3 separate regions of the Mus musculus genome follow, and all the other regions are linked to region 1. The links are chromatin contacts, called in public promoter capture Hi-C maps. All regions are on one chromosome and are shown on one strand. Each heading gives the region's core, a stretch centred on a gene start, on an enhancer-like site or on the middle of the called end of the contact. The rest is flanking DNA. Distances are from core to core; before and after follow the strand shown. Region 1 holds the start of 9530068E07Rik (RIKEN cDNA 9530068E07 gene). Region 2 holds the start of Lyrm7 (LYR motif containing 7). Region 3 holds the start of Cdc42se2 (CDC42 small effector 2).

Region 1 (3,027 bases), core at 178-2,677:
TGTGTGAGACACAAACTTAGGTGCAGTACCCAAAGAAGCCACAGGTGTCAGATTACTCCTAAAGATGCAGTTACAGACTGTTGCTCTAGATGATTAAAGATCAAAATTATGTCTGCATCCACCAGGGAAATCCTCATTACATTCTACCCAAGATATAAGAGCCTTGGAAAACCTAGTCTTTCCTCCCACAGACTCCAAAACCCTCCAGTTAGGGCAGTCAGCTGCCTGCTTTCAGTGCTGCTGAGGAAGGAAACTATGTATGCAACCCAGCACTGTAATAAAGGGACGGGTGATTGGCTGGAGAGTCTCCCTGGGCAAAGAAGGAAGTCAGCCCCAGTTCACATTAAGTTTTCATCTGAAAAAAAAAATCAATAAAGACTTGGGGAGAAAATGATTGCACGCTGGACAGAAAGAAAAATATGACTACTCAACAATGCTCAGTTTCTCCTGCTAAATCTCTGCCTCGGTTTACAGATTTCACTTTCAAGAACGGCTTTAATATCCTGATTTATGCTATAGCATCTGCAAGAAAAGAAAGTTTTTCTCAAATGAGGCGAGAGGGCGTTCGGTAAAACCTCAGCTCAAGGAAGGGCATCTGCCGCAGACACGCTCTCTCCCTTTGTTTCTAAACTCTACTCCTCCTCCAAGGCCCTCAGCCGGTCAGCGTCCCCGGACTCTGCCTCTACACCAAAAGCCCCAGAACTTCTCAGACCTCAGAGATGGAATCCACAAACAGCTCCTCCCCTCTTCCACTCTGGAACAGTCAATCAATTCAGTCCCAACACTGGGTCGCTGTCCCTATCTTTATCTCTGACCTCACCATTTCGAAGGGGAAAACAAAACAAAAACTTGCCTAGCCTTGCTTGTCCCTCTAACCTCAAGCATCTCTCTTAACATCACTCTCCCCAACTCCGACTATCTCTTCGGCCTGTTTCCTATCCAGTCTGCGAGATCTCTGTACTCCCCATTTTGGGGACCTCCCCCCTCCACACCGAGCGCCCTTCCTCCAGGGAGTGTATTCTCAGAGACTCCGTCCACGACACGGGGACTTCCCGTCCCCGCCCACCTACTCGGGTCTCTGAATCTCACAACCCCACTTCTCAGGCCTGGGGAGACCGCACTGGGAGCGCTTCCCAACTCGGGCCCAGCCCTGGGCGCGGGAACTCGGCCGGTGGGAACCACCGTGAGTCGGCGGCGCTCCGTCCCCGTCGGGCCCGACCCGGTCCCTCGCCGTCTCCCTGCGTTCATTACCAGAGCACAGGACGGGCACGAGCAGCAACGCCAGCACCAGAGATCGCGCCAGAGCCCCGAGGCCCCGGGCGCCCGGCCCGGGAGACAGCTTCTCTCGTGCAGCCCCGCACATTCTGCCCAGGGCGGAGGCGGCCATAACGGACTCGGCCCCCGAGCCTGCGCTGTTGCTAGGTTCTGCGAGGTGACGTCAGATACGCGTCCGAAGCGCACTCCCGAAGCAGCTACGTCCCGGCGTGATGACGTTGCATCTCTGAACCCGAAAGGTTAGCGTGGGAGTGTAGAAAAGGGTGCTTAAAAAAAAAAAAAAAAAAAAAGGCGAATGGGACGGATTTATTTTCAACTGGTGGTTTTTTGTTTTGCTCTGTGGTTTATCGTTGTCATCTTTGAGATGTATTTCAGGGGTCATCGCTTAAGAGCACTGGCTGATTCCCCCAGAGCTCCTGGGTTCGATTCCAAGCACCCCTGTATGTGAGGACTCACACCCATCTGTCCCAGGGTATACGGTGCCCTCTTTAGGCATCCTCAAACACTAGACGTATAACTGATGCAGAAACTCATAAGTAAAACAACTACACACAAGTTTAATACACTTAAGAAAGATTATATATATATATATGGAGCTGGAGAGAATGTTCAGCTGTTGAGAGCATTTGCTACTCTTGCAAAGGACTGGGTTTGGTTCCCAGCACTCAGATTAAACAGCTCACAGCCACCTCTAACTCCAGTTCCAGGGGATCTGACTATAAGACCTCTTTTGATCTCCACAGGCATTAGGCATATGGGGTACACAAACATATATGCAAGCAATCATTTCTGAATTAAAACTAGCCAGGTGTGATAGTGCATATCTTTAGTTTCAGCACTCAGGACGCAGAAGCAGGTAAATCTAAGTGAATTCGAGTCCAGCCTGGTCTACAAAGCGATTATAGAACAGCCAGGGCTACACAGAGAAACCCTGTCTCAAAAAATAATAATGATAAAATAAGCATTAAAGAAACAATAAAGAAAGAGTAAAATTGTGTGTAAGTTCAAATGCCCTCCAGTGCCAGAAGAGGGCGTCTACTCCCCTGGAGCTGGAGGTTGCTGTGATTATGAGCCACCCCATGTGGCTCCTGGGAACCACACCCTGGTCCTCTACAAGCACAATTGCTCTAAACTGTTGAATAATTTCTCCAGCACCCTTTTGGTTTTGGTTTTGAAACAAGATCTCAAGTGGCCCAGGCTGGCCTCAAAATTCCTTTTTTTTTTAATTTTATTTTTTAATTAGGTATTTTCTTCATTTACATTTCAAATGCTATCCCAAAAGTCCCCCATATCCCCCCCCACTCCCCTACCCACCCACTCCCACTTCTTGGCCCTGGCGTTCCCCTGTACTGAGGCATATAAAGTTTGCAAGACCAAGGGGCCTCTCTTCCCAATGATGGCCGAGCCGACTAGGCCATCTTATGCTACATATGCAGCTAGAGACACAAGCTCCGGGGGTACTGGTTAGTTCATATTGTTGTTCTACCTATAGGGTTGCAGACCCCTTTAGCTCCTTGGGTACTTTCTCTAGCTCTTCCTTTGGGGGCCCTGTGTTCCATCCAATAGCTGACTGTGAGCATCCACTTCTGTGTTTGCCAGGCACCGGCATTCAAAATCCCTTTCTACCCAGTGGATAACCTTGAACTCCTTCACCTTCACCTCCCACTTGCTGGGTTATATTTTTGTATACTGAGAGGTTTGTTTTACAAAATGTAAAAAGTGATAGACGTATGTCTTTGGAACATTTGAACC
Region 2 (3,027 bases), core at 302-2,801, 2.5 Mb before region 1:
TACACAGAGAAACCTTGTCCTGAAATAAATAAATAAATAAATAAATAAATAAATAAATAAAACCTCAATAAGAAATTTTTAGTGAGATTTTATTTTTATGAGTGTATGAGTGTTTACCTGGATGTGTATGTATACCGTGTCCTTGGAGGCCAGAAGGTGTCAGATCCCCTGGGACTGGAGTTCAGGCAGTTGTTAGCTGCCATATGGGTGTTGGGAAATAATCTCAGGTCCTCTGGAAAGAACAGCAGTGTTCTTAGGCTTTGGGCCAGCTCTCCAGCCATCAATAACAATTTTTAAAAGTTGACAATTATCTTTGTGTTCTTATATAAGACTCCCTAGGCATGGTATTTCACATTTGTAATCCCAGCCTTGGGGAGGTAGAGATGGGAAGATCTCTGAGACCAGGACAGCCAGTCTAGCCTAACCAGTGAGTTCTGGGCCAATTCTAGGTTTTGAACAAGGTAGAAAGCATTCCTGAGGACGAGTACAGGTTTGGTGGTGACAACTTTTATTCCAGCACTCCAGAGGCAGCAGATCTCAAAGTTTGAGGCCAGCCTGATCTATATAACAAGTTCCACACCAGACAGGGTTACTGTGACACCCTGTCTCAAAAGCAGAATTTTTTTTTCCTTTTTGTTTTTTGATTGACACAGAGTCTCATATAGTCTAGACCAGGGCTGTCCTTGAATTCTTGATGCTCCTGACTTTACCTTCCAAATACTGGGTTTTCAAGTATATCCCACCACACTCAGCTTAATCAAAGATTAAGAATCTTTGATTCTTAATAAACAGTCAGTTTTACCTAAAAGTAGCCTAAAATGTTACAGGAATGTTGAACGCAAATGATTGCGGAACAGGAGCAAGGTGGAAATTTTTATCCATGCCTGCAAGTACTAAGTTAAAATGTATATAAATGTTTTATGGTTATTACTATGAAGCTTCTAATAAATTATTTCCTACCTCAGCAAAACCAAAGAACGGGGCAAGATAAGTAGGGCAATAATGCAGAAGGTGAGGAGGCTCTGGGATCAAGGGTGTGAACTTGAGCAGGCAACTCAACCGCACCTTTGGGGGGAATAATTAAGAGAATGTACAAACAGAACGTTCTGGAGTCAGCGTTCTGATATGTATGGGCTGTGGTTGTTAGGACTTAGCTTTTGTTTGCTTACGTTCCCAAGGAGACAGTCACAGCCCGGAAACCTTATAATATAGACACTTAAGAGACGCCCACGCCCTTAAACAAGAGATAAAAAACGAGCAGGTTCCGAGGCCACCCAGTAACAAACAGTGTGCGCGAGCGGCACGCTAGGCGCGGCGGAGTGAAGTCTGCCCCTAACAAACATGGCTTCTCAGCTACTTCCGTCCTCCTGTCCGTAATTTGGCACCGCGGCTTCTCGCGTTTTTATACTTAGCTCTGCTTAGCAAACGCCTGAACTTCCTCCTGCGGGGAAGGCGGGCTAGGAAGGACATGTTGCATTCTGATTGGTTGCTATGCGGAGCGTCGCCAGCTGTGCCCCGGCCCTGATTGGTTGCCAAGAGGGGGCGCCCTCAGAGGCGGAGTCAGCGGCGTGGGGAGCCATGGGTCAGCCCGCCAAGGTGACAGGGCCGGGAGGAGGGTGCAGGGATGCTGAGGCTCAAGACCCCGGCAAGGGAGGGAGGCGACCCCGAGGGGGGCTGAGAGTGTAAGAGGGTGACAACCTTCAGGGGCAATGAGTGGTAGAGGGTGACAATTTTGAGGGCAGTGAGGAGAGACGACCCTATGGACCGTGAATGGAGGAGGTTGATAGCCATGTGGAAGAGTGAATGATGAGGGAGACAACCTGGAGGGGCTGCAGTGGAGAAGGGGGGGACAGTGAGTGAGGAGGGAGTGGATCTCGAGGGGCGCGGAGCGGAGGAGGGTGACAGCCACACGAGACAATGAATGAGGAGGATGGCTGATCCATGAAAGGTAGTGAATAGAGGAGACTGATGACCATAAACCGACCACCTATGCCTTAATAAAGAAGTTCCATAGTAGGAAGACTATAAACAACTAATAAAATCGTAAGAAGTGCTTCAAATTAATAAACAGCATGTTTTGTGAACCTATAAATAGGATTTAACTTACCTAGAGGAATACAGAAATCTCTAGTGGGCGAGAGGCAGCATTGCTGAGCCTACTTGTTGATGGCAAGCCCAGGCAACATAGATCTTGTCTCGAAATTTAAGAATCACGGGGACTTATAGGCAGACACCTGAAGTTTGATTAAGAATTAGGAGGGGCTGGCCTCAGACTTGTAGCTCACACCGGCGGCCAATTCTCAGCAATCTTCATGCTAAGTGCTGGGAATCTGACTCCCGAGCCACTACGCCCAGCTACTTTTTGCGTTTGAAAAGAAGTTTCTTAGTAGGGCTGAGGTTGTATTTAACTTTTAAGTTGGAGCCCTTAGCATTTTCAAGGCATTGGCTTCCATGCCCAACAGTGCATAAATAATAAGTAAAAAGATATGATTAGCTACAATGTAATGCCGGTTCTAGTAGATTTGTGGTAATGAAGATCACATTTTCTTTTAAAATAACTTTTTCAACTATTTTATTTGCAAGGCATGTATGTCTGTGCACCATGTGCATGTCTGGTACTCACAGAGGCCAGAAGAGGGTGTCAGATTCCTTGGAACCGAAGTTACAGGAGGTTGTCAGCTGCAGTATGGCTGATGGGAAGAGCCTGGTTCCTTTGTGAGAGCAGCCAGTGCTTTAACCTCAGAGCCATCTCTCCAGCCCCCATTTTCTTTTTATTAGGATAATGGTCTTAAGCTAGTGGTGCTGTTTTTATATTAATGGACACCCCCACTCCCCAGGAAGTACTATATAAAATTACTCCGATTACTATCCTTTAGTGTTCCACACTGCAGACTTCCTATGGTCTTAAACTTTGGGATCAAGTGATCCTCCCTTCTCCACTTTCTAAGATGCAGGGACATCTAGACACCTAGTCTCGTGTGTGTGTGTGTGTGTGTGTGTGTGTGCGCGCGCGTGTGCGTGTGCGCG
Region 3 (3,027 bases), core at 274-2,773, 2.4 Mb before region 1:
GTTGATTAGAACAGTTATCCCCAGCCTCAAAGGTCTGCATGTGTGTGGTACTCACCAAGCCAGAGCAAGGCCCTGGGTTTCACCTACAGCACTGCAGAAATCAAATCCAGCCAACCCAAACACCCAGCTTCTAGTGGGGAAGACAGGAGCAAAATTAACAGAATAAATTGTGCAGACTGTTCTGGGAACAGGAGAACAAGGGCAGATAGATGGGGGAAGGATTGAGCCTGTAGCAATGTAAAGAAGTGGGTTTAGGCTACGCATCATTGTTAAAGAAGATCTGAGTGGAGTTGAGGGGAGAAGGCAGACATTAGAGAATGTCCTAGTCCCTGAGTATAGACTGGACATTGCAAGCACCAGTGAGACTGGAGATGAATTCTGAGACCTATAGGGAAAAAAAAAAATCTCAGAGGCTTTGTCAGCCATTGTAAAGATGTTATCTTCTACAGTAACGGGAACACTGGTGGATTTTGATCGGATGAGACATGAGCTGACTCTCCTTGCGGGAGGATATTCTCCCTCTTGTTTTGACAACACAGTTTGTTGATGGTGGTCAGGGAGGTCATTTAAGAAAGCCACTGAAGTGTGACTGGGACCACGGATGACAGAAACAATGTAGATGAACAGTCTGATTTTCTTTTTGTTTGAATGTAGAACCACGCCAATTACCCTTATGGACAGAATGGATGTGAAATTGAGAATAAGAGGAACCAAGGAGTACTCCAGTTTTGTCACTGAACAAGCTAGAAATTTCCTATCAATAGTGATGGTCATGCAGCTCCCTGTCTGAGTATGTGTGGCTAGATTTCAGTGGGAAGGCGTCCATTTGTTTCTTGCTTCTGGGTGCCTAAAGTGTAAAGTTAATGTAGTCATAAAATGTGGTGGCTGAGGCAGGAGGACTGCTGTGAGTTCCAGGTCAGCCAGGGTTCTACTCCAAAAGTCCTTAAGCTTGTGACATACACTAGTAATCCCAGCGCTTGGGAGACGGAGGCAGGAGGATCACAAGATCCAGGCCATCCTTACCTATATAGTGAGTTTGAGGCCACTCTGGGGCTACAAAAAGGCCCTCCCTCAAACAACGTCAAAGCAAAACCAAAAAAAAAAAAAAAAAAAAAAAACCAAAAAAAAAAACGATCCCACAAGAAGTCACAGAGACGAACTTTTCAAATGCCAGGTAGATATTCTTGACTCTCCAATGAGTCAGTGATTCTGATTCCTTGAAAGTAACGTGATCTGAGCGTGAGAGACATCTGGTGCTGGCCAGCTCTGCCTAGCAGCGCCTTGCTCGCCCGGGCACGTCTACGGCTGGATCCGGACAGGAAGGTGCTGTGGCGCGAGGCAGCGGCATCCATCTTCCCCGTAGCCCACCCAGCGGTCACTCTTTGCGCGCCTAGCATCCCCTAGGTCTCGCCACTCCCTCACTGGGCGGGGCCTCACAGCTACCAGCCCGCCTACTGGGGGGGGACAGGGCGTGTCCTTGTAGTGGGGGCGTAGCCGCGCAGCCGCACACACCGCTTGTGGCTCCGCCTCTGCGCGCCAGAGCCTAGGCGGGAGGGCGGAGCCCGAAGCGGGGAGCGCAGCTGCTTGGTGTGTGGAGATCCTGGAAGCTTCGGAGCCGGCGCTCGGAGCCGCGCGGCTGGAGCAGGCGGCGGAGACAAAGGCGACGGTGAGTGAGGGAGAGGGCCCCACGTTGGCCCCGCCGCCCGAGGCGCCAAGTGTAGGGTCGCCACTCGGAAGGTTGAGGGCGAGCGCGGCCCGGGCCTCTCCGCGCTGCGGACTGGGGCAGCAGACTGGGGCTGCGGACTGACTGAGGCTGCGGCGGCTCCATTTTCCAGTCTGGGCGAGGTCCTCACGCGAGGACCGGCGTATGGTTCTCTTCATTCTCCGTGAGGCCAGCTTTCACCGTAGCCTGCACCTTCCCGATGGGGGAGGCGCTACGGACCCCTCCCCCAGTCCGCAGCCCCGCCAGTCTGGACCGGCGCGGAGCGGCTGGGCTCCCGAACCCCGACTCCCGCCCGGCCTGCCTGGGACCCCGAGAGAGGAAGCCGGGCCACTGCCTCGCAGTCGCTGCGGCGACTCTTACAGGTTGTTGCACCGGGAGCTCGCGGCCACGGTGGTGAGCATTACTAACGGGTGTGGTAGGTAGCGGCTCGCTGACGTCCGCATTTCGAGCTGAGGAGCAGCCCGGTGCCGGCTGATTTCAGGCAACCCTGGGAATTCCGTTTTAGCGGCAGTGATTGCTACTGCCGAGCTTTCCTGGAGGAGTTTGGTAGTGATGTGCAGAGCGCAGCACTGAGACGTTCTGGGCCTGGGAGTACAGCTCAGTGGTAGGGAACTTGCCTTGCATGTAGGAGGCGGCCCAGAGTAGTTCAGTTCCCCAGTACTCCCACCCGCCACAAAAAGAGGGGGGGGGGGGAAGAAAGAAAGAAAGAAAATTAAATGCTCTTAAAGGACCCTTGCTTAGTAAAATATTGATATAATGAATGAATCTTAAAACACCACACAGAACTGTTCCTACTAGTAAGATGAGGCACATAGCTTCTTGACTCAGATAAAGGACTATTGGAAAGAATGCCTAGCAAGTTTCTGTCCCCCATCCCCATGTAAACTATTAATAATTAGTTGGTCATTATTGCCAGCCAGCATAGCAGATAGTACCTTTGAGATGTGAAATTTTTGAGAGAAGTTGGCTTACAGATTTCTGTTTCTCAGCAGGCCTGATTTCTCCTTTTCTTTGAAAATAATTGAGAAAGATGTTTGGGGTGCATTTTGAGGTCTAGCTTTCTATGTAGTAGGAGTAAAGATGTGTGTGGGCTTTGGAGGGACTGTGGCATGGTCAGTCTTGGATCTCTATGAGCCAGGGAGAGAGAGCTCTGAACTTTAGGGGAGGGGATCTAATGTCGCCTTGGTGGTTAAACATCACAGTTTACCCAGCATACTCATTAGACACATATTAAGCACAGAGAGATTTTTGAATTCTGTTTGTGGAAGGGAACAAAACCTGGAAATGTTTCTCTCTTAAGCTTG

The links. Promoter capture Hi-C pulls out the DNA fragments that hold promoters and counts their contacts. Capture Hi-C pulls out chosen DNA fragments and counts their contacts.
Region 2: a contact with region 1 is called in a promoter capture Hi-C map of liver. The contact joins the promoter of Lyrm7 here to the promoter of 9530068E07Rik in region 1. A contact is called at or near these places in 2 of 39 promoter capture datasets (both in liver) and 1 of 9 other capture datasets (liver).
Region 3: a contact with region 1 is called in a promoter capture Hi-C map of cranial neural crest. The contact joins the promoter of Cdc42se2 here to the promoter of 9530068E07Rik in region 1. A contact is called at or near these places in 1 of 39 promoter capture datasets (cranial neural crest) and 1 of 115 datasets of contacts at active chromatin or transcription factors (astrocytes).

The regions. Positions count from the first base shown.
Region 1 is chr11:52,394,828-52,397,854 of GRCm38.p6, reverse strand. It overlaps 9530068E07Rik (RIKEN cDNA 9530068E07 gene), which reads right to left and starts at 1,427. Exons shown (of 3, transcript NM_153117.2): 1 at 1,252-1,427. The coding sequence starts at 1,387.
Region 2 is chr11:54,859,121-54,862,147 of GRCm38.p6, reverse strand. It overlaps Lyrm7 (LYR motif containing 7), which reads left to right and starts at 1,551. Exons shown (of 5, transcript NM_029327.5): 1 at 1,551-1,596. The coding sequence starts at 1,579. It overlaps Gm31490 (a long non-coding RNA gene), which reads right to left and starts at 2,334. Exons shown (of 3, transcript XR_879859.2): 1 at 2,108-2,334; 2 at 118-232.
Region 3 is chr11:54,786,199-54,789,225 of GRCm38.p6, reverse strand. It overlaps Cdc42se2 (CDC42 small effector 2), which reads left to right and starts at 1,523. Exons shown (of 6, transcript NM_178626.3): 1 at 1,523-1,666.